Regions from separate parts of the Mus musculus genome. Here region 1 is linked to region 2. A link is a contact called in public HiChIP or PLAC-seq data. All regions are on one chromosome and are shown on one strand. Each heading gives the region's core, a stretch centred on a gene start, on an enhancer-like site or on the middle of the called end of the contact. The rest is flanking DNA. Distances are from core to core; before and after follow the strand shown.

Evidence for each region. HiChIP or PLAC-seq counts read pairs in DNA pulled down with a chosen protein or histone mark.
Region 1: an H3K4me3 HiChIP or PLAC-seq map of embryonic stem cells shows a contact between it and region 2, with 49 read pairs. The contact joins the promoter of Rassf5 here to the promoter of Mapkapk2 in region 2. A contact is called at or near these places in 26 of 39 promoter capture datasets (the 3T3-L1 cell line, 3T3-L1-derived adipocytes, the C10 cell line and 16 more), 1 of 15 datasets of contacts at CTCF or cohesin (embryonic stem cells), 18 of 484 Hi-C or Micro-C datasets (the CH12 cell line, bone marrow-derived macrophages, embryonic stem cells and 6 more), 31 of 115 datasets of contacts at active chromatin or transcription factors (the 230-238 cell line, CD8 T cells, DN3 thymocytes and 16 more) and 4 of 9 other capture datasets (adipose tissue, liver, macrophages and 1 more).

What each region holds. Positions count from the first base shown.
Region 1 is chr1:131,243,874-131,251,405 of GRCm38.p6, reverse strand. It overlaps Rassf5 (Ras association (RalGDS/AF-6) domain family member 5), which reads left to right and starts at 6,228. Exons shown (of 6, transcript NM_018750.4): 1 at 6,228-6,717. The coding sequence starts at 6,276. It overlaps Gm28913 (a long non-coding RNA gene), which reads right to left and starts at 6,316. Exons shown (of 3, transcript XR_878525.3): 1 at 6,040-6,316.
Region 2 is chr1:131,094,822-131,102,410 of GRCm38.p6, reverse strand. It overlaps Mapkapk2 (MAP kinase-activated protein kinase 2), which reads left to right and starts at 4,568. Exons shown (of 10, transcript NM_008551.2): 1 at 4,568-5,122. The coding sequence starts at 4,886.

The DNA of each region.
Region 1 (7,532 bases), core at 4,979-7,478, 150 kb before region 2:
AAAGGCTAAGGTTTGGATCAGGGTGACCCAAAGGTACTTGATGCTCCTAGGCTGACAAGTCAGAACAACTGCCTTTTAGAGCCTTGGTTTTTCCATACCTCCCTCACCAGAGGGAGGGAGGGGGAAGGAAAGAGGAAGAAGGGAGGGAAGGAGGGTGAGAGATGGAGAGGAACGAGAGTGGCCAGAGAGAAAGAGAGGGAGAAACACTGAGGGGGACAGAAATGAGGGCATCAGAGATAGAAAAAGTGGCAGCGGTGGGCAGAGTGGGGCTGAGGTCGGGTAAAGACAGCCCATGATGTCATCCAAGCCCCTCCATGCTTGTTAATCTGCCCTAACCCCAGGCTGAGGCTAGCTGCCACCATACCAGGCCCCAGAGCCTGGAATATAAGTGCCTGTGGCTTGCAGTCTCCCCTTTGGCTGAAGGATAAAAGCTGCTGACGAGTATGTCTGGAATATCTGACTTTTTCCAGGGCAGGGGAAAAAGTGTGTGTGTGCACACAAGCCAGCCCATCACAAGCCTGGCTGCTGCCTGGGGTGGAAAGACTGCCTATCTGACAATACGCAGATGGAGGAGTCACCATGAACCTGCTGCCCCAGCCTAACAACACTTTTCAGAGCACGCACACACACACACACACACACACACACACACACACACACACTTTTGTCCCTAAGTACTGTCAAGGGCAGAGAAAACTCCCTGGGGAGCAGAAGCATTTGGTGACAGGGTTGATGGAAGAGGAGAACCCATCCTGCACCACTACAAACTGTCCTGTGACCTCTGCTCATACACAAAATAAGCAGAGAACTTTTTAAAGTCATGCCTGAGAATGCACAATGGCGCTTATCCAGGCCCCCTCTCTGGCCCATCCGAAGCATCTGGATGCAGCAAATTCACCGCAGTGCTCAGCGCCGTGAAGGATTTGCTCATACTGCTAAGTCCCCTCCTCTTTACCCATAGCCCTGAAGGTCTCAGGGTGCCTTCCTTCCGATATCCCTAGAGCATCATTTCGTGGCTTAGAAAACATGCCTTGGACCAGACGTTGGTTATGAGCCTACAACTGTGCTCATTCTATTGGACCCAGCACCTCCTATTTGCCCTGCAGAGAGAAGAGGGTCAGAAAGAGCAACAAGACCCAAGGGAGGGGGCAAATCAAAGGTCACCTGCAACTCCCATTAGGAGGGTGGAGATAGTAGGGATACAGATAAGAGTGATGGGTGACCCTGGGATGACCCTGGGGTGCAGGACCTGACACCTGGACCTCACCAAGGAAATAGAGTCATATGGGAAGAACACTGGATACGGATTCTGACTCTTCACTGTGCACTTGTATTCACACCAGTTTTATTCACCAGCCCTTCCCATCCCAGCAGGCAGTGCAAAGACCAATACATAGGTTTGAATGGTCTGGAATCCAGGCTAGGAGCTCTGTGTCAGTCACATGATCCCGTGCCTCTGGTTTCTAATCTATAAAGTAGGGACGCTGGCCATTTTGCATTTTACCAGAGACCCTCACAGATTTACTGTTCTCTAGCAATGTGAGGTGTCACCCCCCCACACACACACACCTGCCACTGAAAGTTGCAAGAGACCCCCCTTCTCGTGGAGACTGAGCCTTCTGTGTAGTGCGTAGCCTAAGCAGGAAGAAGAAGGCCTTAGGCATCTCCCTCAAATTTTGTACAAGGATCACACAGTCTTACCTTCCACGGCTTCAGACCCATTTTCTGTGCTTCATGTGTCATATTAATCAAAATCTCTTATAAAATATAAGCCAGTCGTCAGACATCATGCTGGTAGGGTGTGAGAATGTTTGGGCACATTTGTATTCATAGATTTGGGGAATGCTTAGAGACTGGCGCATCTGCTGCCTGGAACATTATTGCTCACAGACACGGGCTTTTCTCCATTTAACTCTGTTTAGATAAATCTAGGAAAGAGCCTGGCTGTCTAATCCAGTAGTTCTCAACCTGTGGGTCGTGACCCCCAAAGACCACTGGGAAAATGTAAGTGTTTACATTATGATCTATGACAGTAGCAAATTACGGTTATGACATAGCAACAAGGATAATTTTGTGTCTGGGGATCACCACAGCATGAAGAACTGTATGAAGGGGTCTCAGCATTAGGAGGGTTGAGACCCAGTGGGCTAATCTGATACAAAACCGCCTCACCGTCTGTCTCCTAAAAATGCTGCATTTGTTTTCAAAACCACTCAAGTCCTGGTATACAGGCATCCCACCTATGGCTTATTGTGTGCCTCTCCCACTAGAGAGCAAGCTTGATGACTGTGTGTCTCTGCCAGACCTCCAGTGCCTGAACAAGCACCTAATACGCAGTGGATCTTAGAGGAGTACCTGGCTTAAGAAATTAATAACCGCTCTGTGTCCCTGAGGACTGCAGAGGCTATCAGTGCCGATGGTCAGCTACCCCACCCCGGCTCTTCTCCGACTCTGAGCTCACAGTGAGGAGTTGCTGCCGGCTCTCCCTGTGTAGGATGGTCTGTGACCTGTGAATGGAAGCGACCAAGATTTTTAAGCTCCAGTGAGGATCAGCAGGGATTTCTCCATTTCCTCCTGGCACAGTGACTGGCCGTATTAGATATGGTGTCTGGGATCTGCAGGAGTCCTGAGAGACTCTTGCGAGTGCTTGTCGTCCTGTACATGGGGCATAAGTGAGAAAGAGGTCTCTGTTGTCTGATGCACTGAGATATGGGGCTGCATTTGCAACATCACTTATCCTGACTGACATAGTAATCCTATGTGTGACTACCAATATCCCCAGAGCTTCCGAAAACCTTCAGAGACTTTAAGCAGCTTCAAATGCTTCAGAGTCAGATAAAAGCAAAGCTTGCTTTCCCCCTTGGAAAATCAGGCTATGTCTGTCTTCTCCTTCTCTTTCTTGCTAGGGGCTGGGGTTGGGGGAGAGGTTAGGGGAGAGGTTGGGGGACAGTCTTGAAATAACTCACCCAACAGGGGAAATAACATGTTATCGGACCACCTCTGAAGCAGCCTTGACCATACTCCTTCCCCTTGGTCACAAATAAAAGCAACATGTCCTCTCTCCTGGAATGAGTCACAGCTGGGAAAAGTGACCCACCCCACACTGAGCCAAGATGATCTGCTAAGGAGCAAAGCAAAACAAGCAAAACAAAACCTCCCAGTAGATGTTCCAGCAGATGTGGTGAGACCTCGAAGCCTGGTGACCAAGGACAAAGTCAAAGATGCCGCTGGCCCGGCACCCATCACCCCAGGTGATGTCTCTCTACCTGAACTACAGGGGTTTGAGTGATTTGGTGATTTTTTTCCCCACTTCTTCCCTGGAGGAGGAGTGTGTGTGTGTGTGTGTGTGTGTGTGTGTGTGTGTGTGTGTATTGGAAGGAGAAGGAGATGTTCTATCATGGGACATGGGAGGGGACTGGATTGGAAAAGATTAAAGAGGTGAGTCCCATACCTATTGAGGTTGGGGGATAGTTACTCCCCCACCCTGAACTTTTTTTTTTGTCTCAGAGAGATGGATCTTAAGATAAAGTTGAGAAAGTTTTGGGTGGGTCACATGACATGGCATTATACTATCTCCATCCACATCATCTGTGTTCATCCCAGGAGCTCTGGCTCCATGTCATTTCCCCATCAGCTCTGGAAGCAGCCATCACTGCTCCATCAAATCAGAGCCACAGGAAAACCAAACCAGAGTGTCTTCTATGTAGCCCCATGCTGGGGATGCTGCACACCTAACTGTCCCAGCCAGCCTCAGTCTATGACAGTTGACACTGGTGTCCTCACAGGAGCCTTCTCAGCCAGGGAATCGAAGTCAGCCACAAACGACAGACCCTTGGAATGCTTGGGCGAGGGAAGGACAGAGATGATGGCTGTTGGCTATTATTCATAAATAGTGTCTCAGAACTGGCCTCCCAGGGCTGTGTGTTACCAGAATCCTGTTACTTACACACCAAACCATCACCCCACACTCAAGCTGGTCTCTGTCCCCGGTCGTACCCAAAAGATGGCACCCCTGAGAGGTACAAGTTTCCAACCTTGTGAAGATGAATAGACACAGGGTAGAAACAAAGCAAACTTTTACATGCAATACAGGTTTCTGCAAGAAGCCAGAGAGCTGCTTGCAGATACCCTAGAGAGGAGGAGGAAAAGAGTATAAAGCCAGGCTGCACTTCCCCCATCACACTTTGGGAGAAAGTGCCAAGGAAGAGTTCCTGCTGGGCTCTCTCAGTTACAAGGAACCCAGCTCTGGAACAGGCAGGTCCTTTCCCTCCACTCTGCTATGGCTCTAGAGCAATAGTTCTCACAGTGGACCATCAGCACAAATGCTACTATGGGAACATGCTAGAAATACAAGTCTAGCATCCTAGCCCAGACTTACTGACACAGGAACTTGCCAGCAAGCTGTGATTTTAAAAGCCCTCTAGGGTTGGCTGGCCTCCAAAGCTTGGAGCACGGATGTAAAGAGAGCAAGAGGAAGGGTGGAGGGGCAGAGTGGTGGCCTCTGTGCCCACCGCCTTATCATAACTTTATCAGTTTGGAGTCCTTCTTTCCACTCCCCAGAAACCAGTGAATAAAACGAGGCCCAGAGACCAGGAACTTTTCCTCTGCCACCCACTTGAAAGGAGCAGGATTCTGATTACCACCACTTGGGGGAGGGGTGCGGGGGTGGGGGTGGGGAGAGAGGCTGTGGAGCAGGGAAGGCTGGGGATTCCCTGGTCACTGGACTTTTAGCCATTGCCTAAATTTACCTTCGAGAGGAAAAGTGAAAGTGAGGATTCCCCAGCCAGACACTAGGGGGAGACCCATCACTAGCCGGGAAAGAACCCTGGAGATTAAAATGTAGGCGAATTTATAGACAATTCCAGGTCTGGTTTCAGAATCCCCACACATTCTATACATACATTATTGCTCCCAATACTCTAACCTGAGGGTTCTCATCCCTTTTATAAGGTAGCTTGTGTGCAGAGAGAACCTATGCATTTTAACCCCGCCTATATTAAACACCGGTACTGTGAAAGTGTATATGAATCATTGCTATCCAGTATTATTTAATAAGTAAGGAGAAAGAGTGTGTACATGTTCACTATAGACATGCCCCTCCCCCAATATTTCTACCAGTGGTTTGTTGAGACCCAAAATACAGAATTTTTGAATTTGGTGCAGTGACTCTATTCCCATAGTTGCTTGCTGGTGGCTGCCACTAAATCAATCAAACCTGTAATTTAAGGGGGGCAGGGGGAGGCGGGAATGTGAGCTAGGCCTAAGTCAGAACCGCAGAACTGGAAAGAGCAAAGGCGCCTGCAGCTACAAAACCAGCCTGTAGAGGGCCCAGGACCCTTGCTAGCCTACGACCGACCGACCGGGCACAGGTTCGAAAATCCACAGTCCCACCTGTTCTCTATCCCTTGAGACGGCACTGTGGACAGGCCCACTAGTTATTACCATTACATAATTTTCAAGACCCAGTGCAAAAAGAATAGGCCGGGTTAAGAATTAGGATTTTCAAGATGGTGGCGACATAACCTTAAGCCAGACAGGAACCTATGGCGCACCCCTTGGTGCTGGTAGGATGCGGACTTCTCCACCCTGCGCCCCTGCTCAGGTGGACCTTCCATACCAAAGGAGGTGTGTAAGGGATTGGCATTCATTTCCGCAGTGATTACTCCAGCAACTAAGGGGGGAGGGGCGTAATTCGGGAGGAAAGTTCCTGTCCACCCATGGGGCACAGAGAGGTCTCTCATGATCACCGGATCACCAAGGATCACCAGTCACTCTAATCCCAGTCTTCGGGGAGGGGCAGTCTATGTAGCAGAGGTGAGAAGGGAGAGAGCTGATGTAGCCAGCTTCCCACGGGCAGCTCGGAGAATCCGCGGGCCGCCTTACTGACAGCGGCGGGCTAGCTCCTGTCCCGGGGCCACACCAGGTTGCCAAAGCCCTGCCTTCCCACCTGCTCCCCGCCCCGCCGGTGTTAGGGCGCCCTGGGAGACGCCCAGAGGGGACGGGGCAGAGCTGAAGACAGGCGCAGGAGCCGGCGCCTACCGAGCTCGCGAAGCCTCTCGGGTGCTCGGACCTTCACCACCGCCTAGTCGCCGAGTCACTCCTAAATCCACGCGGCTCCGACCCGCAGTCACGCGTGTTGCCCTTCCGGCCTCTCGGTGGGCTCCGCCCCGCCCCGCCCCGCCCGCGGGCTGCGGGCCCTTTAAAAGCGCGCTCGACCGGAGCCGCCCCTTCTGTTGGCCAGGCTCGGTAGCTGCCGCCGCCTGCGGGCCTTGGCCATGGCTTCCCCGGCCATCGGGCAACGTCCCTACCCGCTGCTCCTAGATCCCGAGCCGCCGCGGTATCTGCAGAGTCTGGGTGGCACCGAGCCGCCACCTCCCGCCCGGCCGCGCCGCTGCATCCCCACGGCCCTGATCCCCGCGGCCGGGGCGTCAGAGGATCGCGGTGGCAGGAGGAGTGGCCGGAGGGACCCCGAACCCACGCCCCGAGACTGCCGACACGCTCGCCCTGTCCGGCCCGGTCTGCAGCCGAGACTGCGGCTGCGACCTGGGTCACACCGACCCCGCGACGTGAGGAGCATCTTCGAGCAGCCGCAGGATCCCCGCGTCTTGGCCGAGAGAGGCGAGGGGCACCGTTTCGTGGAACTGGCGCTGCGGGGCGGTCCGGGCTGGTGTGACCTGTGCGGACGAGAGGTGCTGCGGCAGGCGCTGCGCTGCGCTAGTGAGTGAGGGCGGGGAAGGTGCGCGAGGTGAAGGGCTCTGAGCCCGGGAGAGGAGGCCATTGCCTTTTGTGGCCAGTCCGAACTTTTAGGCAGGTTACCTTTGGAGACAGCTGCTGTCACTGCCTGGCATCCTTTAATGGCTGCCCACTGACCAGAGGTAGTTGTATGTGTACAGTTACGTATCCTCAGACGGGTTTGAGCCTTCTCCCCCGTGCGCGTAAACAAGCTTGTTTGTAGGTTGGGACTGATGGCTCTCCACAAGGTCATTGTGTCTTACGCACACCCTCTTCTTCCTTTAGTTGTGAGTTTTAAAAATGAGGTAGTGATATTGACAACGAAGTGAGTATTTGACACTTATTAGGGTTAATGGGGAGATGACTCGGTGGTCACCTCAGGTTCTCTCAGGCTCTTCCTCCTAGGGAGCTGTTGGCATGGGAAGCCTGGTTAGGCTTTGAATGGAAGCAGGCTGTGAGGCTGAAAGATGCCAAGGTCACCTGCACCTGAGGCCTCCTCAGCCCTCCACACCTGGCTCAACGCTCTATACTCTGCTCCAGTGTGTGACTGTGCCTCGTGGCCTCCTCTTCCTCCTCCTGTCCCCCTGCACCCGCCTTCCAGCCCTAAAATCACTAAGCTCCCCGCCAGTTCCTTCCTTCCACAAGGCATCCCCACTGGCCTGCTGGCTTCTCCCAATCTTACTGTAACACTGGGCACCAGTATAGAGAGTTTCTGAGCAAGTCTGCGCTCTTTTTAGGGCTTATCATTACCTCTCGCCAATGGTGAGTCTGTATCCCTGTATAAGTCTCCTCCCCACCAA
Region 2 (7,589 bases), core at 3,319-5,818:
CCAATGACGTCATTTCTCTAGTACTCACTTTTTTTCATTTATATAAAAGAAACTTGTGAATAACAATACATATTACATAGCGTTGGGTTATAGGGTAGCTCTTACTGTAATAGAAAACCTAGAATACTAGGCGCTTCAAGAAGAAGAAGAGCATTCATTTGCTGTCTATATAAAGATCTATGTAAGTTTTTTAAAACTGAAATTATGGATCTATGCTCATTAGGTTCCTGGTCATTTTTATCTGTCACCCCCCATGCCTTACGGAGTGCTCCTCCAAGGTGAGATGTTCTAACCTCAGAAGAAACAAATTTCCCTTTACATCACTTTCACTTGTAGGTCACTGCATAGAACTCAAATCGTGCACAGGAACCCGCGGTAACAGACGTAGAGAAATTAGGAGGTGAATTTTGTATTTAGACAGGCCTATACTTAGCTAAATATTGGATCTCTGTCATTGTCAGAGAGTGGGAGAATAAAATGGCATTGATTGGCTAAAACAACTAGCCATCTCAGCTACAGACATTTGGGAGATTTAAACAAGACAATCCAAGTTGCATGAAACCTGAACACCAGGTGGGTATAGAACCATTATTCATGTGTTCTTGCCTGTGCTGTCAGCGGCACCACGAGACGGTAGCGCACACCTTGTAACCGCATCTTGCTGATAAAGTAATCCCCAGCTGCTTCTCTTCTTTTAAAAGATACTTTGAGCTTTGTCAATTATACCATTTAAAATTTTTTTCAGTTTGTTTGAGACAGAGTCATGCTATGTAGCCCAGGCTTCCCTACACTCCTATGTAGCCTAGAGTGGCCTTGAGTTTGCATCAATTCTCTTTGGAGTCAGCCTCCAAAGTGCAGCGATTACAGGCTTAAACCATTCTGTCCAGCTTTTCAAGATCCCTTTAAGCATGTCTTCATAAACTAAAACTGTATAAAAAGGAAAGCATGGGCAAGGTGAACAGAGCAGGTGTTGGTTGTCTTGGGTGACACACACAGGGAATGGGCTGGAGTCAGTGCTTTGTCCACAGGTGCCCATGGCGTTATTAAGGAACTATAATCTAATAAAAACAGAAATGCAGGGACCAGCACTCTAACAACAAACACGTGCTATACGGATCCGGGACAGCAACTGATGCAAGTCTCTATGCTTGTGGCCCTTGCACTGTCTTCTTGTATACATGTATGCATGCCGATACAAATCCTAATTTTGGGGGGGGGGTGTAAATAAGAGTCCCTACATCTTCGTAAAGCTTTCCTGGGGCTCACAGCCTGGGGTTTACACATGATAAGCATACACTCTAGCTCTGAGCTACAGCCCCCACCTGACTTTCAATTTCTGAAGTGCTTCAACACATCCTCAACAGCTATTGCTTAAGTAGCTCACTACAGATGGCTGAGAGCTTGGTGTTAGACAGGCAGGGCTCTGGGCTTCATTTTGTCCTTATAATATCTCTACAATGTGGGCAGAACAGATGTCATCTTTACTATTTTTTAGACAGGAAAGAAGGAACTGAGGGGGCAAGGGACTTTGGTAAGGTCACATGGCTAGCCAGTGTTAGAATGGAAGGTTCTGGGTCTCTTGTGATGTCTTTTCCTGTGGTTCATCCTACAGTCCAGCTATCCATTGATTATTCATTTATACTGTTCCATGCCTTGTCCTTTGGAGCTGTGCTCACATGAACGTACTTTGTGTGTGTGTGTGAGTGAGTGAGTGTGTGTGTGTGTGTGTGTGTGTGTGTGTGTTATGTGTTCTGGCTGTCCTGTGTGCTCTCTAGCTCCATCTGACCTCTGTAACTCCAGGAGAGACACCCCACTGGACTTCTGTGATCCATTATTCCTAAGACCTCAGGTTTAGGCATCTTCCCAGAATTCCCCTTACATAGGAAGGCTGCTCAGCGTCAGGAACAGGTCACTAGGCAATGGGAACAGAACAAGGCAATGCTTGAGGAATGGTGTTGTATTATTTTTCGTGAGAATTGGTGCTGTATGCTTTATGAAGAGTTCTCATGGATGCCATCACATTTAATTTCTCCCCAGTTGTAAATAGAAATGTTAGGCTTTTTCTCATTCTCCCTAAGAGTAAGGCACCTGTTAGTGTCCAAGAATTGCTGAAGGAAGACCCCCAAACTCAAATAGTATGCAGAGGCAGAAATTACCAGCATGCAGAGGTCGACAATTCATCAAAATAGTGAGGACCTGAGGGGCTTGCAGGCCCCCTTTTATGCAGGGCTTGGAGAATTTTCCAGAAGGATTAGCTAACCTCTAATGGCCTCTAATATGATTGGGAGGGGCAAAGCAGTACCATTAGTACACTTTTGATTGGCCACTATGTTAGTTTCAATATATTTGGTGAGACCTTGAATTCCAGAGACCAGCTCAGCTCTGGCCCTGTTATCTCCTCTGGCCAGGTGTCCAGGAGACTGTCTCAGCTCTGGAGCTCTCCTCCCTAGTTCAGGGTCATCATTGACTAAAGGCCCATTGTCAGTGGCTCCTTCCTTCTGAGGAGCCCAGTATGCTGCTCAGGGAATTGAAAATTTTTATTTCTAAGGTTTGTATACCTCTCACACCTTCTTCTCCTTCTCCTCCTCCTCCTCTTGCTTCTCCTCCTCCTCCCTCCTTCCCCCCTCTTCATATTGATTTATTTATTGTTATATGTAAGTACACTGTAGCTGTCTTCATACACACCGGAAGAGAGTGTCAGATCTCATTACAGATGGTTGTGAGCCACCATGTGATTGCTGGGAATTGAACTCAGGACCTCTGGAAGAGCAGTCAGTACTCTTAACTGCTGAGCCATCTCTCTAGCCCCTCTCACACCTTCTTAGGACAATCGGATTCTGTTCATTTCTAGTTTGTAGTTTTGCATGGTGCCTTGCTGCCTCTGAATAGCTCATTCTCTTTCCAGCCTCTGGAAAGAAAGAGGTGATGGCTAAATGCCAACAAGAGGTCCCAAAGACCTTCTGTGGGTACATGGGGGCAATACAGAACTGAGGCAGTCAGGGTGGGAACCTCTTTCCACAGGAGCCAATGAGACCTTCCACCTCCTCATCCCCAGATTCCTTCCTTTCTCTGTCCCTGCATCTCCACAGCCTCAAGCAGTGCCTTTGAAACAGGGCGTTGTGTAGCTTTGTCTTCAGTGTGGAAGGAATCTACCCAGCTGCAGACTGAGGAGAGCCAATGTGCCTTCTATTCCCAGGTCTGTATCTGCCACACTGCTAACCCAACTACTGCATCTATCCCCCTCCCCCCCCCCCCCCCCCCAGTTAGAATTATCACCACAGGGATGAGCGAGAAGTATTGAGCACTGAAAAAGCGCTTGTCTCCTTGATCCATAGTGAGTTGGATCTCAAGAGGGGGCCTACAGTCCTCCACCTGTTCATCTCTGTCTTCCTTGGAACAAGTATCTTCCGGAAATCTAAACAGGGAACAGCAAATGAGTCTTGCCATCCTGGGCTATGTCTCCAACGCCCTTTTCTCAGGGCACTGTCTCGTCTCCAGAGTTTTGTTGGGACATATTAAAGACTTTGTGTGACCATGGGTCAGGTCTCATCTTTAATTTGTCTGTATTAGTAAGTAAACCAGAGCTTTGTATCTATCTTGTTCCTTTGTCTCATTTCTTAACTGCTGTAACAGTCAAACCCTTGTGGATCTCAGCAGTGCTACAGGCCAGTTAGGCCCAGAGATTTGTACTAGAACTAGGTTGCTTCAGGACTACTTATTGGCTATGGCCGCAGGGACCATTTCCCCAACTCTAGAACCATTTCCCAGCCCTTCCCCTTGCTCTATAATCGCAATGAATTAAGAACACAAATGTATAAGTGTACCTCCCAGAGAGACATGAAGTTTGTGGGTATTTTAAGACAGAGTCTGTCTTTGTTGTTCAGGCTGGCCCTGTGACTTGTTATCCTCCTGCTTCAGTCTCCTGCATATAGCCGGGATAACAGGTGGCTAGAGTGCCCCATTCCATCTTGGGTCATTTTGGGTTTATATAAAAATATGTTCGAATTCATAATAATTAAATTGTTCGTGGTATCACAGTAGTACATTCTTCTCAGTGAAAACCAGTAAGTCCATGAGAGAAAAAAAAAGTAAAACTCACAAGTATGTTAAGGAAATTGTTACTATTGCCTGACACCTGATCCTAGGATGAATAGTCTCTCTTATTCCCCCAGTCCTGGCCCCCGGATTCTCGCTCTGCTCGGGTACCCCTCACCCCCCACCCACAGAGTCCACGTAGAAAGATTCTTATCAATTATCCGTTTCTTTCAAAATACATCTCCTCCAATTCTCCGATGACCTGTCTTCTAGATCCAAGCAGCTGGAGGAGTGAGGGTTTTGTTTGAACTATCCAGCAGCTTTTCTTTTGCCCTCCTCCCTTTCCCCTCTGCCCGGCCCGGGTTAAGAACTAGGATGTCTCGATGCCCTCCACAAGCCCGCTTGCTCGCAGTCCCTAAGCTCTCCCGCCACTGGACTTCCTCCCCTTTAAGGCCCACCCCTCCCCCATGTCCACGCCTCCCAGTCAAGCCCCACCCTCGATCCTCCCCTTTAAGGACTAGCCCAGGACGCCGAGCAGCCTGTGACGCGGCCGCCGCCCCCGGGCTGGTACTTCTCGGCGCGGCGATTCCTCCGGCCGGGCCCTGCCGTCCCGCGTTCCCCGGAGCGCACGTCTCCGGGGGGAGGGAGCAGGGCTGGTGGGCGCCCGCGGCGCACAGCGGGACCCACGGGGCCCCGCGACCAGCCGAGCCTGGAGCCGGGCCGGGGCGGGGCAGCCGGCTCCAGCCCGGAGCAAACTTCGCCGCCGGGCGGGGCGTGGCGGGGACCCGGGCCCGAGCCGGAGGAGGGGGCGGCCGCGGCCCCTGCCTCTGCGCGCGAGTCGCCGGGCACCATGCTGTCGGGCTCTCCGGGCCAGACTCCGCCGGCGCCTTTCCCCAGCCCTCCACCGCCAGCCCCGGCCCAGCCGCCGCCGCCGTTCCCCCAGTTCCACGTCAAGTCGGGCCTGCAGATCCGAAAGAACGCCATCACCGACGACTACAAGGTCACCAGCCAAGTGCTTGGCCTGGGCATCAACGGGAAGGTGCTGCGGATCTTCGACAAGAGAACCCAGCAAAAATTCGCCCTAAAGGTAAGTCTGGGCCGCCCGGGATCGCGCTGAGATCCGGTGCAGCTTCCGGTCACCCCGCGAGTGGCCGGCACCCGAGAGGACTCACGGGGACTGCCATGTTGGGGTGTGAGTGGGATCCAGCCTGGTGGCCACTCTTGGGACCCGGACGGCCTCTGCTCGCTTTACCCGGCGCCGAGGACACGGTGGCCTCGTCCTCCCTCCCTCCTTCCTTTCTGCGGGCACAAAAGGCCCTTTACTCATTGAGCTGGTTGGTCGGTCGGTTTGGAGAAGTTCGCTCTCTGAGGTTTCCTTAACCCTACTCCTTATTTGGGAGCCGGAATGTGACTTCGCTCTCCTCGGCCTCGCGAGGTCGGCGCGCAGCGGTGGGGCGCGTCGGCGCGGAGCGGCGCGGCACTGGAGACTGGGGACCCCGCCTCCGTGCCCCGCGATCGTCTGGAACCGCCAGCGCCTGGCCTGCGCTGCCCCTTAGGCTTGCGCCGGGCTGTTTCCATTGCTCCCTCCACCGTAGGAAACCTTGTCTGTAAGCCAGGCTTGGCCTAGTGCTGGTACACTGGTCCCTGGTAGCCGGAGACTCAAAGGCAGGAAATACTATTCCTGCATTTGGGAAACCCACTCTTAATCTCTGTGGGTCTACCCGTCTCTGCTTCTGTCGGTGGTAGTGGAGAATGGGGATTTCAAAAGGTCCAAGTGAAGCAGGGAAGGCTGTCATTCAGGGTCACTGCAAAGTTTTCTTCTCTCAAGGGTTTCAGGTTACACCATATCTCTAAAGGTCACTTGTCAGGTTTCTTTCTCCTGGGGTGTCTCAATGATTGGAGGAGCAAAGTACTTCCTGTGTTATATTTTGCTCTTCCCCTTCAGCCCACACAACTTGCTTTGTTTCAGCTATTCTAGAGTACAGATAGATTGAGTTATGCGTGAGGCCGTTGTCATACACGGTCAACGGGACCGAAACCTGGTACTTTGTAGGGGGAAAATAAGTTTAGTTTTTATGATGTTTTGCTGTTTTCATCTTCTGCATCACATTTAAAAAACAAGCAAACAAACTATAAGCTCTTGGGGAGTTAGCTAAGCGAGGAAAGGAGTTGGTTGGGTTGAACGGTGGCTCTGACCTTGGGGACTGGAGGCAAGGGAACAGTTTGACCACAGTTAACTGTATTGTTGAGGAAGTACAGATGTTCTTTCCCGGAAAGATTCCTCTCTCCTCTGCGATGCCATCTGCCTTTACCCACCAGCAGACTGGGGCTACTAGCTGTTCACTCTCCTGCATAGTTGGAACACAGTATAAAGACTTCGCAACAAAACCCCCCGCTTCACCCCTTCCTATTCTGTTTGAATACACACACGGTCCTCTGAAGTGCTCTTGGCTGTCAATTCAGATTGCTGGTATAGTTGACAGAAGTTCGTGTACTTTTCTCCTTTGAATAGTTTTGAAAGGAAGGAGCCTAGCCGAGTATTAAGCAGTCTTCGTGCTTCCCCTTCTCTAGTCAGAAGTGGGTGACTACGGGACTCTCAGTCTGTTTTGACGAAAGCAGCCTGCTCCTGCTCCTGGAGCTAAGGCTGACTCAGCTGGCAAATTGCAGATTTTGAGTACATCTTTGTGTTGAGATTTAGTAGTAGAGGAAGAATGGAGAGCCAAGATGTTTGGAGAGTGGCAGCCGTGTCAACAGCATTTGCATACCCAAATATTGGCTGAGACATAATCCAGCCACGAGGGAATCTGGTTAAAAGAAATCCTGTTTCAGTGACATGCACTACCGAGATTCCTATGTCTTTTGTTGTTGTTGTTGTTTAAAGATTTATTTATCATGTAAGTACACTGTAGCTGTCTTCAGACACACCAGAAGAGGGCGTCAGATCTCATTACACATGGTTGTAAGCCACCATGTGGTTGCTGGGATTTGAACTCAGGACCTTCAGAAGAGCAGTTAGTGCTCTTAACCGCCTGAGATTCCTACATTTTACACTTTAAAAACTTTAGATGCTGAGTAGTGAAATGATTTCAACACAAGGAGCCCCCCCCCTTTTTTATGGGCAGCATGGGAGGGGAGGATACAGTGGAACAGGCTGGGTTGATGATCCATCTCTTTGGGTGCTAAGCAGAGACCTGTGCTCTATAGAGTGTATCGACCCCATGCCTAGTGCCCAGTGTGGGCACTGTGGGGTTTTAGAAGGCTGTCTTGTAGCCCTGAGGAAGAATGGGGAGTGAAGGCTGCTCATAGGCTTTGCTCTTTGTTCTATTAAGTGAAACCAGAGCTCTTTTGCAGAAGACTCAGGTGGGTAACACCTACCTGTGGTTCTAGTTCCAGGGGCTCTGACACCCTATCTGTCCACACACACACACACACACACACACACACACACAAGCAAAACACCCATACATATAAAATAAGGATAAATAAATAAAGGAGCCAGCTGGTCCTGTTGCTTTCCTTTATCTTCTTGGGAAAGCAGATGTTTAGATGCTCTG